2 separate regions of the Mus musculus genome follow, and region 2 is linked to region 1. The links are chromatin contacts, called in public HiCAR-type maps. All regions are on one chromosome and are shown on one strand. The core of a region is the stretch at or near the end of the contact, and the rest is flanking DNA. Distances in the headings are between cores, read along the strand shown.

Region 1 (4,668 bases), core at 1,573-4,072:
GTAGAGTCAGTTATGTGGCCGCAGGTTATGTCATGTGCTGAGAAGTAACAGGCGTGGAGCTGTGAGGCAGTGAGGAAGAACACACTGTCTTCCTTTGCCAGCTCTGCCCTGCCAGTGTTGCTGAGCACTGTGTGTGTCTGAGAAGGGCTGCAGAACTCCCACTGGTGCGGCTGGGTTTTCACACTCCTCCCCGAGCTCTTGTGTCCTTCTAACATTTCTGATTATAGCTCCCAATTTTTTTTTTTTTTTAATCTTCCTTGGTCCTAACAAGACCTTAAGTTTCTAGGGAAACCACTAACTATCTTCACCCAGTACTCTACAGTTTTCTTAATAAATCATCAGCAGTGCTTCCATACAATGCAGGAATGACAGTGTTGGGATATTTTGATTTCCCTTTGTGGGAAAATATATTATATAGACAAATGTATCTATGATGGCAAGAAATGAAAAGCCAAGCTTGTAGACCATATTATATAACTGTGGTGGTAATAAGAGCTTTCAGCAAACATGTAGTATGTTTTTATGCAACTCATGCATGTCCTGGCTCCATCAGGGAATCCCCATGTAGCCAGTGGCAACAGACCATCAGTCACCAGTGTTTGCTCTGGCATGGACTGGCTGGGCTTTAAACTCTGACCATCTAACAAAGTAGTCTACTGTAGTGAAACTGTACCATTGAGGTAATGGTTCCATTTTGTATGGGGGAAGATAAAATTAGATGCCAGATTTTATAGCTTACTTTAAAAACAAGCTATTTGCTATACGAGTACTTTCCATGTAATGATCACAGCTCCCTCTGGCTTAAGCATTAGGCACTGGTGATAATATTTTTGTACACTGGGCATCAGAAGGGAAAGGTTGTAATCAGTACCAGTTTCGTGGAACATGCTCATCTTGATTGATGGGCTGTGTCTGTCTTCTCTCATGATAGTCATTGTTCTCAAAGGAAGCACACCACCCCTGTTTCCTTGGTAGCTGAATGATAGCTCTGCCTTGCCTTAATTGGTAGCATGTGGTGAACTGAACAAGGCAGCAAAACCAGCTTCCAAAGCCACCAGCATCCTCTTGTTGCCCAGTCCAGTATAGCCTTTAGTCTCAGATTGACTGCCCTGTCTCAGCTGGTAAACCCAGTAGGTCCCTAGCTCTGTACCGTACCCTGGACATATGCATGAGTGAACAAATAAATGAGTGGTTAAAACTTGGTGAAGAGATGGAGGCATATATTCAGTCCTATTTAATTCTTTTTTAAATCATATGTTTATTTAAGCATATACCATCACCAGTATATACCACCTTCCCCTCAAGTACCATGATACTTCTATGGATGCCAGAGGACAACCTGAAGGAGTCAATTCTCTCCATCTATCATGTAGGTACTAGGGATCAAGCACAGTCATCAACTTTATGGCAAGGGCTCTACCTCCTGAGCCACCTCACTAGCCTGGTTCTTCTGTTCTTAATTCTGCTCTACATTCTTAATGCTATTGGATGTGGATTCTGGATGGAGCATTTAGGTAAAGCAGAGTGGGTGTAATGGTTTGTACATGCTTGACCCAGGAAGTGACATTATTAGAAGGCGTGGTCCTGTTGGAGTAGGTGTTGTCTTGTTGGAGTACGTGTGCCACTGTGGGTGTGGGTTTTAAGACCCTTATCCTAGTTGTCTGGAAGTCAGTATTTTACTAGCAGCCTTCAGATGAAGATGTAGAACTCCCAGCTCCCCCTGCACCATGCCTGCCTAAATGCTGCCATGCTCCTGCCTTGATGATTATAGATTGAATGTCTGATCCTGCAAGCCAGCCCCAATTAAATATTATCCTTATAAGAGTTGTCCTGGTCATGATGTCTGATCACAGCTGTAAAACCCTAACTAAGACAGTGGGGCTTGCAATATTCGGAAACTTTGCCCAACATGGAACTTTATCTCTGAAAACCTGAAATGATAGGAAGTTGTTAAATTATCCTGGCATGAACTAAGGGTGTGGTTAGTGGGCAATGTTTAATAAGTATGTCCTAAAGCTCTAAGGTCAACTCTTTAGGTTTCCTTAAAAAAACATTTTCAGGTCTTTGTTTATTCTCTGGTGTCATCCCATGAGTTTCAGCTAACTTTGTCTTGTTTTGAAGAGATATAAGCTTTTTGTTTCTAAAGGAAGAAAAGTAAAGAAAACTGTACCAAGCAGAATTTATCGGCCCACTAAGGGAGATTCTGGCCATCTTTGGGGTACCCATGACACTGTTAGCCAGAATGGTTCTGATAGACTATTACACTTAGCCAAGCAGTAGGAAAGTAACCTCAGCGTTTCTTTTGTCCTGCCTTCCACTGCAGTCCTCTGTGGGGAATTTAACTCAACAGCTACAACATTGTGTGAATGCCAATTCCCATGGTGGTGGTGTTGGGGGAACAGTCAATTTAAGAATGCCAGCTTAGATTCATTCTGCAAGGGGTAAACATTCTTTGAGCGAGGCAATGTGGTTGCTTCCTACTCCCAGGAAATGGCGGATATTGATCCCTCATACCTCAACAGTAACGTTCAATGAAAGTCAGAATAAATGAGCTGAAGTGCCGTTGCCTTGTTTGGTAGGATTAAAAACTGGGCTTCTGGGAAACATCTCTGAATTATTTATATTCATTTTTCCCCTAATTCATTCTAGAGCTAGCTGTTCTTAAGAGAGCAGTTATATTTGTATAAACCTTGCTTACTGCTAACTGCGTGACTATGGAATCAAAGCATCATCTCAGCTATTCTCTCCTTTTCTGACTATTCACCAGCCAGGATGACCTTCTGTCTCTGGCTTTTGGAGGCTGAATCATTCTCGAGTGATGCTGCTAACTGATCTGGAAGAACAGCTGGCCCATATACAATCAATCAAGCATCTACTGATGTTTGGAGCTATTAGGACCACTTATGATTTGGTGCTAATGCATGTTTATGACACAACTTAAATGTTCCTAAAAATAAGGAAAAGATTGACTTGTCAAAACAGATGCCTTGAAAATGACCCTTCTGGGCCCCTGAAGACATTTCCAGAAATGACTCAGGGGTCTGTCACAGGGGATGGCCTTTATGTCTCGGGATGGGTGTTTCTGTGCTGGAGGAGCTGCCACTGCTGCCATAGCGGGGCAAATGAGATGAAGAATGGGCGCCACGTGAATCGGGACTCACACACACAGCCACTTTTTCTGCAGCCCTGTCTGCTCTGCCTTGTGAAAAGGCAGTGCTCTCACCTGTGTGACTTTCCTTGTTTTTCTTGATTATATCCTTTGAAATTCTTCAAGTTGTAAAAATGTAAAATGTGTATCTTTTAAAATTTTTGTAGGATTGGGGGTGTAACTAGGTAACAGGGCAATTCCATAGCATGCCTGCAACCTTAGGTTCTCTCCTCTATACCGCAAGTGGAAATCTTGGGCATGGCTACATTCATGTTACGTGGACAAGTGTACAGGCATCATGTCATAGATTATTGAGACAAACAGAATCTCAAAGAAGCAACAGATGCAAACAATTTCAACTCAGTCTGACTGTGAGAAAGTAAAGACTTATTTGATGAGTATCCTTCCAGACTACAAAAAGTAGTGTTCACGTGATGCATGTATCAACTGACAGATGAATAAATGTCATCTAGAGTTTTCTTTGTATGAATACATCAGCATGCATCACCACCCCAGCCAAATCCCCCACTGCAACTCTGCCTTTCTGGTCCAGGGAGAGTGTTGCTGTCTGAATCCAGGACATGTGAGGTTTGTTAAAGATGTATTTTTCCTGGATGCAAGGTGGACCAGTGTCACCCAGATCAGACGAACTTAGAGGAGGAAGACTGGATATCCAGAGTTGTTGGAGAAGAGTCGGCTCCCAAGTGAGGACAATCCATCCTTTGCTAATACTATGGTGTGCCTCTGGCTACATGGTTTGTAAAGAACAGAGGTTCATTCACTTCATGGTTCTGGAGACTGGGGAATCTAAGGGCATGATACTAGCATACAGACAGGGCCTTCTTAAAGGGCATGAGAGAGACTATCACATGAGGACACAGGGCTTGGAATTGTCTTCTCATGAGGACACTAATGCCATCATGGAGGCTCTGCCTTCATGACACTTCTTACCCTAACCATGTCCCCTAACATGTCACCTCCAAATGCCATCAGTATATAGATTGGGGGTAGAGGGGGGTATGTTTTCAGCTCATGAATTTTTAAGGAACACATTTAAACCAAAGCAGAGAAGTATCTAGTTTCCACTAATGTCACCTTCTCTGTAAAATGAAATATTTTGTGATGTCCTAAGTGAAGTCTCAACCTTTTAATGGGCTCTCAGTGTTGTAGAAAGACAAGGAAAGCTCATCCAAGTCTGTGTTTCTTAATGGTCCAAGTGCAGGTGGCATCGCACAGGGACTGTTCCGGAGTGTAGGCATTATGACCTGTCAAGTTAGATTTTTATCACCCCCAGTGATTGTGGCCACATGGGACATATAAGTACTCTTTTCTCTTGTATTCAGTCACACAGCATTGTGCAATATGAGTTAAACCATTTTATTTTCAGGGAACATGTGCAGAAGACATTAGTAAGCGAAATTAGCTTTTGAGCAAACCAGCTAGAAGATAAAATTGATCTGAAGGAAAATTCAAAGAGCAAATAAGTATACAGACCATCAGGAACATGTGATAAATATGCC
Region 2 (4,448 bases), core at 1,278-3,777, 110 kb before region 1:
TGCTTTGAATACCTCATCCCTCCTGACTCATTTAGCATAAAATATTTTTTCCCCAGGCTGTACCATGGAGGCTTTCTACAGTAAAATATTCAGCTCTGTAAAGCTGGCCCATTGTGTCCAATAAGTGGAGCAAAGCATTCCAAACTTCAGAAGAGGTCAGGTGTCACTCATTCATAATAATAGCACATCAAACCTATGCAGCAAAGAAAAGAATAAACCCTGCCAGCATGGGGCTGTACACAGGTCTCACATCTATTCCACTGACAGGTTGTGATAAATACAGACACATATAATCCCAGGACACCTCTCATTATGCTGACATTTTACAGAGCCATCCAAATGCCAGTCTGTCCGTACTGTATAATAGATTGTAAACAACTCATGTTCTGAAAAAAACTGATGAGAATATAGCATAACAGGAAGACTCAATGAGTGTCTGCCCTGCTTCGTGTTCTAAGGACAATGGACACAGCGACTAAGGGTGATTATGCAGATCTTAGCCTTGGGGGTGGTATTTAACCTCCTGGGACTCTTCTCTACTTATGCAGTGGGATTATTCTGTGAAAATTTGAATGAATCAACCACACTGACTCTTGGCTCCTCCCATGGAACCATGCCTGACATTATTTTTACCTATGTTCCTGTAACTATGTCAAAAATGCAAGCATGAAAGACTGCTACATTTACTTTTTAGTTTTCTTACAGAATATCTTTTAAACTTAGGTGGTGATGACAGGCAGGTGGCTCTCCTGTAACTATGAATTCTGCTTCTTTGGGTTCAAACACACTTGAATACAAATATTGTCTTTAAAAAGCATATCACTACCAGACAGGCATTTCTCTTATTCCATAAACAACCATAACAACTACTTACATGACATTTATACATAGTAGACATTACAAATAATCTAGAGATGGCTTAAACCATACCAGAGGTCTATGAAAATCTTAACACGTGTTCTGTAACAGATTTAGCATTCCCAGCGATCCTAGAAACCAGTCCTTGGAGTGAAAATTTGAGTCATGATTGCATTTGTTTAGAGACTCAGGATGCTTGTGCACCATCCTTTGACTAGATTCTGAAGGGTTCCTTTGTATGGTACAGAAATTAGAGATGAAGGAGAGTTTGATAGAAACTTCAAGAAGGAAGGTAGGTGTTGGCTGTTAGGAATCTCCATGGGACATAGGCATTCAGACTTATATAAGTGCAGGTAAAGAGGGGTGATAAAAAAATGTCCTGATTGGGGTGAGCTGGGTGACACAGGAAGAAGGCAGTGGCCTGGGATTAACCAAGATAGCACAATCCTTAGTTAAAAGCAATGCTATTATCAAGAAAAGCCTCCAGCCTCCAGCAGGCTTACGATTCTTAACCTGAGAATCTAGAGACAAGGGAGGGAATTCCCAAGAGCTTCAACCTGCTTCTCTCTGTATTTTATGAAAAAGCTTACTGTCAGTGTTTCTAAAATCCCTTCTCTTGGGGAGATAGGAGCATTGTCAACACCCTCCTCCTGGGCCCTAACAACAAAACAGTGTTCACCCCCACACAGTTTAGCCTGTGGACCTGGAGTTTATTGGCCATACCCTACAGAGGTAAGAGGTTGCTGACAGGATCTTGGGTGCTCACAAAACAACTTCACTTAACATGATTAATGGTCTCTTCATCTCCTTGCTCTAGTTTTTCCAAGCCTATGTGTTCTAGTACCTCCTTCCCCTAGACACAGACTATTGGCAATGGGGGGCAAAATTGCAAAGAAATGACTGGGAGAAGTGTTTAGACATCAGGTGAGGATCCAATGACCTTCCCAACCCCTCCTTCTGTGAAAGAAAGCCAGCAATCCACAGGCCCAAACTTGATGCATTCCTGCAAGCAGGCATAGCTACTTATAATGATGGTGGCAAATTGGCTGCAAGGGAAGTACTTTATAGCATCCAGTATTAACGAAACTGTCGTGTCTATGATTAGTAGTTGAAAATATATTTCTAAGGTTTTTTTTTTTTTAATTATGGAAGTAAAATTCCTATTTGTGTTGAAGTTAATGTTTGCATGCCAAAAGATTAGCTTTCTAAACGATCCTACAAATAAAAACAAGCAATTTCAGTTTGGAACATGAAAATAACGTCAGTCCCATCCAACAGGGTCCTTTGCTTTCTGGCTCCGGTGCCTTCTCTCTGGCCTTAAACATTTCACTTCTACTAATTACTGATAGTGTTTTAGTCTCTCTTTTCTGCGAAAAGGGGACATTGTTGGGACTTCCCCAGCAAGCCACAGTTATGAGCACCAGGGGGAGTTCAGGTAAGCAAGCACCACCCTAGAGAAGATCGCCTTTTGGCAAACCATCTCACTTACTTGCAATGGCGTCCCTAAGAGAAGGCACACGGCACAGGGGACAAGCAGGGTGGGTGCGCTGCAGTAAAACTACCAGTGCCCATGACTCCATCGATGACACGGGCCAGTCCCCAGGCCCCTTCTGCGCCTCCTTGCGGGATCCCCAAGCTCTCCTTCCCACCCACCAGCCCCGCCCCCTTCCCGACCTCCCAACTCCGAGTCCATTCAAACCTCGCTGCCTTCGCCTGGCATTGCCAAGCGTGTTAATTGGGGAAACTCCTCCCCGCCGCGGCCGGCGGGCACCACCGAGGCAACCGCGACCTCCCGCCACGCTTCGGAGCGCAGCTGCCCCAGCGCAGAGCCCCGAGCCGGCCCGGGAGGTGGGGGGCTCGGGCTGCGGGAGGAGGGTGCCCGGCCACCTGCTGCCCCCCCTTCCCCGTGCTGATCGCTCCCGAGAGCGGACGCACCCCAGCTCGTGTGCGCCCCGCAGAGCCGGACCGTCGGGGACGCGGCGCTCGGAGCAGACACCTGTCCCTCCCAGTCCGCAGAACCCTGGGCGCTGCAGCCCGTGGGAGTCTAGTAGGCGCCGGAGCAAGTAGAGACCAAGCCCTGCAGAGGCCTCGGACCCGCTCCCGGAGAGCCATGGCTGCAAAGCTGCTGCTTCTCCTCTGCCTGTTCTCGGGCTTGCATGCTCGGTAAGTGGCTCCCAGGCGTTTCCAAGAGGCCGGCGGGGGCGGAAGGGCGGCGGGGGGCGCCGTCTGCCGGCCGCCAGTCCCAGGTGCGCGCCGTCCACTGGGCTGCAGAAGAGGGAAGGTTCCCGCACCTCACCTCCTCACCTGTAGGTCTCCCCCAGGTCCAGACCTCAGCTCCAAGGCCGCCACAGCCCTCTGCAAGCCGGTTTGTGTGGGGACTGTTTGGGTGATTATAGGATGTGGTGGTTTCAAGGGACTTGGGAAATCAAAATGATGAGGCAGTAGCCTTATCTTTCTCATCAGTTATCCAAGGGCTTTCTGACATGCATTGGTTAACACTCTATATGTTCCAGCACTGAAAAGAAACCTCCGGACCCAGGAATTCTGTTTTCTCAACCACCCTATATAGATTACAGAAGAGGTAATTTGCAGGAGGAAAGTGGAGGGGGCTGGGGCAGGTGGTCAGGAAGAGCCCTGCTTCTTCTCCAGGTCCTACAGCAGCACACACAAGCACCCCATCTCTATTAAAGAATCAGGTTGCGGTTCACATGGAAGCTTCTTGAAGCTGTAAGAAATTATCTCACTGTGAATACCCCAAACCAGCACCAGTCAGCTAACAGAAGATTCACCCCGCAGACAGAGAAGGGCTCAGAAGAAGGACAGTGGCACCAGAAGGGTTAAAGCCTGTTGCCATAAACACAACTAGAGATGCTGACATGGTTTAATTCCACCTCCTAGATTGGTGCTCTGATTAGCTCCTGCAGAACTAACCTGAGTTTTGGAAATTCCTGGTTGTCTCCCCAACTGTCACCCTAGGAATTGGAGGACACCCCATTCCCAGAACACACTTGTTTTGACATTTCTCAATTCCCTGGCTTAGAAAGCAAATTAGAAAGGAGCTATCCCTGAGGGTCACAGGTCCTATAGCTGTCACAGGCTTTTATTTCATTCACATTTGTGAAATACTGGAACTCGGACGACAGCCTAATAACCCCCCCCCCCAAACTATGAGAGAGGGCTTCCCAAATTCTTACTGCAACCATAAATAAAGTCCTGCCCCACCGGCCAGGACTTGTTTTTCCTGAATTGACACTGGAGACTTGAACAGTCATTCAGGAAGCAGAGGATCCGAGGCCTCTCCACCAAAGTTTCTTCTCTCCAGGGAGGGAGTTAGAAAGTGCAGTGGAAAGTGTCTTTTGAAGGAGATTGTGCCTGGAGGAATCTTAGTTTAGAGGCAGATACCACCAGAAGCATCAGGAAAGCTACAGTCCCATCACCCAGTCCCTTGCCATAGCCATCAACTCAAAAACCTAGCTTGCAGTTCAGGGTTCAGTCAGTTATTTAGATTTATAGTTGCGGTTCTGGAAGGAAAGCTGCCTGTTTCCCTCATCATTATGTATGTTCCCAGAGAAGATGGAGCACTCTGGTTT

Evidence for each region. HiCAR-type assays count read pairs that join an accessible place to other places.
Region 2: a HiCAR-type map of PVALB interneurons shows a contact between it and region 1, with 3 times the contacts expected there. The contact joins the promoter of Gabrg3 here to the enhancer-like site in region 1. A contact is called at or near these places in 4 of 484 Hi-C or Micro-C datasets (cerebral cortex and cortical neurons), 1 of 115 datasets of contacts at active chromatin or transcription factors (PVALB interneurons) and 1 of 9 other capture datasets (pancreatic islet).

What each region holds. Positions count from the first base shown.
Region 1 is chr7:57,278,800-57,283,467 of GRCm38.p6, reverse strand. All of the region lies in intron 3 of Gabrg3 (gamma-aminobutyric acid (GABA) A receptor, subunit gamma 3), which reads left to right. It overlaps Gm39017 (a long non-coding RNA gene), which reads left to right. Exons shown (of 2, transcript XR_882092.2): 1 at 1-4,668. Among named protein-coding and RNA genes, the nearest start is that of Gm39017, 21 kb to the left of the region's middle. Within about 2 kb of position 2,822, at least 5 of the 459 cell types and tissues checked have an H3K27ac peak or open chromatin away from gene starts, as enhancers often do. A contact at or near this core is called in PVALB interneurons, where this site is marked.
Region 2 is chr7:57,385,294-57,389,741 of GRCm38.p6, reverse strand. It overlaps Gabrg3 (gamma-aminobutyric acid (GABA) A receptor, subunit gamma 3), which reads left to right and starts at 2,527. Exons shown (of 10, transcript NM_008074.3): 1 at 2,527-3,021. The coding sequence starts at 2,969. It overlaps Gm9962 (predicted gene 9962), which reads right to left and starts at 2,470. Exons shown (of 3, transcript NR_033504.1): 1 at 2,348-2,470.